Linked DNA regions of Ovis aries: region 2 is linked to region 1. Evidence: chromatin contacts called from public Hi-C data. All regions are on one chromosome and are shown on one strand. The core of a region is the stretch at or near the end of the contact, and the rest is flanking DNA. Distances in the headings are between cores, read along the strand shown. Region 1 has its middle 57 kb from the start of TRNAC-GCA. Region 2 overlaps LOC132657612 (a long non-coding RNA gene).

Region 1 (3,095 bases), core at 531-3,030:
AGGTTAGCGATTTGGATTTTAGTCTTTTTCTTCTTTCTTTTTTTCTAAAACACTTTTGGCTACGCCCTGCAGCTTGTGTGACCTTAGTTCCCTGACCAGGGATCCAACTTGCATCCCTTGCATTGGAAAGCAGAGTCTTAACCACCGGACTATTGGAAAAGTCCCCAGAGTCTAGGTTCTATGACTGTAGATGTCACTACGGCCACAGAAGCCTTCAGTTTCCCAGGACTCAGAGAATGGGAACAACCATGTGGGAAACAGCTGGAAAAGTCACTACTGTGTGCTGACTCTTATTCATTCTACCAATGTGAAGGACCATTTGCCGAGCTGGCGCCCTCTGGACCCACCCAGTGAAGGAACTTTAAACTATGTGCTTAATGTGATATCAATATTGCCTAAAGTCTCCAAATTGCAAGGCACGCTCACTGAAAGTCAGATAGTGACTTCCTGGAAGATTCACTCGCTTGGCTCCATTCTATCAGGGTGGGGAGTGGAGAGGCAGAAAAAGAATTCCCAACTCGCTACTTGCAAAGAGCCCAGAGTACATCTGTTAAATCCCTTTCTTTCGATTGCAGCACAAAAATGCCTAAAATTTAATTTTTATTTCCTCCCCAAATATACACATGCCGAAGGCAACTGTGGCCTTTCTGCTGGGGGAGGCCACAGATTCCAGTTTGTGAAACATATGTTGGAACCTGTCACTGACACCATAGGATTAACACAGAAGGATCCTCTTGATTCAAGGGTGACATTTACATTTCTATGCCATAAAGCATCTTTATTTCCCAGCAGAGTGAATTTTCAAAGTTGCTTCTCATTCACTCATGACTTAATACTTCCCCACAACTTGGTGAGGCAGTCAAGGCAAACGGACAGAGAGCAGTTACTTGCCAGAGAGCTTCTAACAGACTCAAGACCAGGAGGGGCATCTAGGTCTCTATTTTTGGCACTTTCCACAGTCTTTGTGGGGATGGGGTGGCTGCTGTCATAGCAAGTTGAGGCGCTGTAAGTTATGACCAACCTAGACAGCATATTCAAAAGCAGAGACATTACTTTGCCAACAAAGGTCCATCTAGTCACAGCCATGGTTTTTCCAGTGGTCATGTATGGATGGGAGAGTTGGACTGTGAAGAAGGCTGAGCGCCGAAGAATTGATGCTTTTGAACTGTGGTGTTGGAGAGGACTCTTGAGAGTCCCTTGGACTGCAAGGAGATCCAACCAGTCCATTCTAGAGGAGATCAGCCCTGGGTGTTCTTTGGAAGGAATGATGCTAAAGCTGAAACTCCAGTATTTTGGCCACGTCATGCGAAGAGTTGACTCATTGGAAAAGACTCTGATGCTGGGAGGGATTGGGGGCAGGAGGAGAACGGGACGACAGAGGATGAGACGGCTGGGTGGCATCACCGACTCGATGGACGTGAGTTTGAGTGAACTCTGGGAGATGGTGATGGACAGGGAGGCCTGGTGTGCTGCGATTCATGGGGTCACAAAGAGTCAGACATGACTGAGCAACTGAACTGAACTGAACTGAAGAGCTCCAGGGCTAACACTCCATTGAAAAACACAGAAGCTACCTGGTGGACCCTGGTTCTCCCTTAGGCTACATTTGGGAGGCCATATTCAAAGAGAGATTTCAACCTGAGACAGAGCCTCCAGGGCTTTCCTTTCTCACTACCAACCACCTGACTCCAAGAGAAATGCCCTTCTGACCCCTACTGGCTGTGGTGGCACATGCACTGAGCAAGCACAGAGAATCATTTGAGAGCGGGTGCCGGAAATACTCTCCCAAACACTCTCCCCCTATGATTGGACAAGAAGGTTAAACATAGGAAAGCTTGACTCAGTCCTGATTAAACATGCTGGGAAGACAGAAACAAATAATCACCCCGTATATAGCAATAATGGAGCAACAAAGTAAATATTAAGGCAGAGGCTTGCTATCAATATTTAACTAGCAGATTAATGTACAGAGGATGCACTTTGGAGAATAGGAGGGTGACCAGAGAGGCAGAAATGGCTCAATTATGATACATTGTCACAGCCTGGGAAGAGGTAGGGGCTGCCTGCATTGTTTAACCTGAGGTTACCAGCGCACACCAGAGGTAATCAAGGGTGATTAAGCTGGGGGAGGATGATATGAGATAATTCTAGGCTCATTAGCATAAATAATTTGTTGAGAGTATGGAATAGAGACATGCTATAAATTCTGGCTGCGATTTCATCCCTATGATTCCTGCATATCTGTGTCTCCCTCATCAAAAATTCTCTTAGGCTTTCTTCCGTCCTTTATTTGCTCAGCTAGGACAAAGAATCTTAAGGACCACTTTGCATCTTGGGGCAATGCTTCCAACTACGACTTAACCTAATGTTCCTGTTTTGTGTTCATGCAAACAAATCTATTTCTTAGTCTATTACTTTCCAACCACTTCTCAGAATGGGGAAACTGTCTAAGTATTGCACACAAGGTATTTTTCGTGGGTAAGTGTGGGACCTTCTGAATTAAAGATTAAAGTGTGTATTAGCATATCAAAGCAGCCGTGATTCTTAAAGAAGAATGTAGTTGTATATAGCATTTCCTGAAAACATTAGTCCCACAGAACCGTTTTTATGGGAGCATACTGTTAGGTAGGTAGAACAGGGAAAAGGAGTCCAAAATGGCAGTGGCTACAAGACAAGGAAGGGAAAAGCCCACGAAAATGAAACAAAAGAAGGTCCGAGGACCGGAGCGAGGACCTCAGGTAAAACAAACAACACTCCTGGCTGGCCCAATTTGCATAGGACAGGCCCAGGGAGAGATAAACATATAAATAGAGGAGCCAAAGCTAGCTGTCTCTCTCTCTCTCCTGTGCACTGGGGTGTTCTTCTCCTCATGTCTTTGGATCGATGTGCCCTCATGCCTCGAAGATCGATTTTCCTGCTATCTTCTCAATAAAATAGAGAAGTTACACTGAGCTGTAACACTGATTTGTCTAAGAGCTATAACATGGTCCATTCGAGACCTGAGAGCTATAACATGGTCTATCCAAGACTTGAGAGCTGTGACACGCCGAGGAGGCTTTAATGTCCATCGCTCCAAATCTTTGTTGTGATGAGAC
Region 2 (3,240 bases), core at 414-2,913, 37 kb before region 1:
GTATGGTTTTGATCACGTGTACCATGAACTGAGGGCAAGTCCTTCTCCATCCTGAGCCTCTGTTTTCTGATCTGTGAAATGGGGGCACTGATGCTGGCCCTTTTGGAGGCTTGGGAAGATGGTACTCAATTACCACTTGCCTTCTTGTGGTGGCTGGCAGAAAGTCAGGCACTACAAGGGAAGTAAACGTCAGCATGTTGGGGTCAATGGCGACCGTGCTTTTTCCCATAGCATCATAGGCACCCTAGACCTCCCCTGATCCCACAGCATCACAGGCACCCTAGACCTCCCCTGATTCGGCAGGCCGCTGCAGGATGCCCAGCGTCCACTGAGCCATGGCCAGCCCTCCCAGGAGCAAGCCTACCGAATGCAAACATCCAGAGGGTTCTGACTCTCAAGTGTCTTACAGAAAATAGAGCCAGGAGCTCCATCTGGCACTCCATTTGCCAAATGTCCCATGGATGTCAAATACTGAGAAATGTGGCTCCTTAAAATCCCAGGGAATAAGACTTCTGCTCAGCAGCTTTCTAATGGACACGCACCACACTCTGTGAAGCAGAAGCCCTCCGCTGCAGTGGGCTGGTCACGGGGGATTGCACACCAGCAGCCCCCCCCCCTCCCCGCCCCCCATCTCCTTCGACCTCCGCTTTGAGGGACAGGGCTGCTCAGCTGTGGATGAAGGGCTGGTCGGCTTCAGAGGCGTGTGAATACGCCTGTTGCCGATAGAGGGCAGTGTTGCACGTCTGCAAAAGCCCACGCTCGACCGCCTCACAAGACCACCTAAGCTCTTACCTCGGCCCTCCTGCAACTCCAGCACCAGTTTAATGACGAACAGGAGCAATTAAAGCATCTACCCCACGAAACAGATGGCTTCTGGTCAAAGCTCATTATTGCTACATCACCACTTTGATACTGGAAAGGGCTTCTTAATAATTCATTATTATTCCTCACCAGTACTTTTCTGCAGAAGACATGTATTAGCCTCGCTTTTCAAAAGACAGATCCAGAGAGACTATTAATACATGGCATAAGTCGTTCAGTCCAGAGCCAGACAGACCTAGAAAGTACCTCAGGGTTTCTGCATTATGCTGAGGCATTCTCAAAAAGGCTGCTTTGCTGTCTTTGAATGAAAACCGCCCATGGTCTTCCTTTGCTCTTTTTTTTTTTCCAAAGAAAATATTTATTTTTTTTAGTTTTAGTTGTGGCACGTCGTATTCCCCGACCAGGGATTGAACTCAGGCCCCCTGCATCAGGGGCATGAAGCCTTAGCCTCTGGACCACCAGGGAAGTCTGACTTCCTTTGCTCTTGATTAATTGTCTGGTTTGGAGAGCCACTGAGACTTCACAGATGGGACCCCTTTCCCCACCACCCCCTAACTGCCATTTATCTCAGTTACAGTTGATAACTGATGACCAGACCAGCTAATTAAGCCCATTCTGCAGCCCAAGGAAGGAGTCAGAAGGGGATGGGGAACAGACACATATAGTCAAGTCAAAGAGTGCAACTGATTTGAGCGATTAAGGGTAAGAGAGTTTTCATCCTTCAGTGTCTCCTCCCTGCTCTTATGTAACTGAGAACAGCTTGCCCAGAGCTAGGAAGCTGTCAGCTCTCTCTCCCGCACTCTCCCACTTTCGACCCCTGACTCCTACAGAATCTCATTCTGCAAAGCCACATTCTGAAGGCACTGAATCACTTTTTGGCTAAGCACATGTTGGCTTTGGTGTCACCTACATACACAGCCTTTCTGCTTTATTTGAGGCTGGGTGACACATTCTCTTATGTAATAGGCTGGCAGCCGAGTAAGACTGAAAGATTCCCTCTTATGTATGGAGTGTCATCTCTAAACGGGAGACTATTTCTTGCAGAATGGCACTGATAAATTGATAAGTAGAATCAGCTGACAAACAGCGCCCAACAGTGCAGGCTCCTCTCATTGCCAATTTATCTCTAAAACACGGTTGGGCGAAAGAAGGCTTTCTGGCCTAAGTAAGTGCCATTACGTATTTCGGAATGACAGATTAAAACAAGGATTTGCAGTCAAACCTTGCCGGTAAATGTACACGTATCACTTGTTGCAGCGTGGTCCAGTGGAACACAGGGCCAGGCCTGGATACTGGCACACCAGGCGGCAGAAGTTTCTGTTTTGGGCTGTGAAGTTTCTCTCTCTGGTGGAAGCTCTGTCTGGCACATTTTTCAACCACCTAGAAAAGACTGTTGGCCCCCAGATAGTCAAGTGTTACTTTCGCTCTTACTAAGCACTGTGCCAGTCTCGGGGCAGTCGGAAAGGGTGGAGGAGAGCATGATGCTTTGATGGCTCTGGCCTGGTCTAAAGCGACACACCCAAGTCTGAAGGGTTTGTACCCACATCCTTTCCGTTGCACCTGGGTTGCTGGTGGCAATCACTTTTGCAAGATCCGTTGGATAGAGTGCCAACTAGAACTCAACTAGATCTCGAAATACGTGGGCCGTAGGCTTAGTCCTCCCTCCTGGGGACTTCAGAGACCACTAGAAGACCATTTGGCCCAAAGTCTGAACAAGTTTCTCTGATCCAAAATGGCAGCCTAATTCCAGGTGACCTGGATGTGGCCAACTGTTTCATTCAAGCCGTCGTCAAACATCAGACATGACAGAGCTCTCAAGGCTGATGTAGTCCAACTGGTCAGCTCACTTTATGCACAAGGACGCTGAGGTTCAGGGAAGTGCAAAGACTCGCCCTCAGGTTGAGGTGATGAAGAAAAGACTCTGCTTCCGGAGTCAGAGGTTCCAGTGTGACTATTTTAGTTGCCCTTGAAGAGAACCTCTCTGAGACTCACATTACTTTTTGTTACTGTTTTTTGTTTTTTGAGTTGTTGATGACAGGTGAACCACTCATTTCTGTGTGGCTCAGCATTGCCTGGAAGACTTGATAGATATACTGATTCTGAACTCCCTGCCAGCCCTCCAGCAGAGATTTGAATCAGGTTTCCTTGGGTCTGTCTGAGGGTCACCATGGAAAATGACGTGATCTTTGCCATCTTAACATGGCACAGTGTCCCATTGGGTCTCTTCACTCTGTTTTTTAGATGTGGTCCTGAGACTGTAGCCTTACGTTACTAAATAGGAGTAACAATTGGCTTCAGCCACCTTCTATTCCATCTTCACCCCTCCTCTCTCTGATCACCCACACCTTCCTCCTCCTTTTGCCCTCTTCAGGACTTAGACATACACAGCCTGTCCAGCTGTTGCCCTTATTAAGGCTT

What was found. A called contact is a pair of places that touch in the nucleus more often than the background predicts.
Region 2: a contact with region 1 is called in a Hi-C map of mixed tissues, with 2.1 times the contacts expected there. The contact joins two enhancer-like sites. A contact is called at or near these places in 6 of 16 Hi-C or Micro-C datasets (liver, mesenteric adipose tissue, mixed tissues and 2 more).

Annotation. Positions count from the first base shown.
Region 1 is chr13:19,122,051-19,125,145 of ARS-UI_Ramb_v3.0, reverse strand. No RefSeq gene overlaps it. Among named protein-coding and RNA genes, the nearest start is that of TRNAC-GCA, 57 kb to the right of the region's middle. Within about 2 kb of position 1,780, at least 4 of the 54 cell types and tissues checked have an H3K27ac peak or open chromatin away from gene starts, as enhancers often do.
Region 2 is chr13:19,159,109-19,162,348 of ARS-UI_Ramb_v3.0, reverse strand. It overlaps LOC132657612 (a long non-coding RNA gene), which reads left to right. Exons shown (of 3, transcript XR_009596032.1): 3 at 1-3,240. Among named protein-coding and RNA genes, the nearest start is that of TRNAC-GCA, 94 kb to the right of the region's middle. Within about 2 kb of position 1,663, at least 8 of the 54 cell types and tissues checked have an H3K27ac peak or open chromatin away from gene starts, as enhancers often do.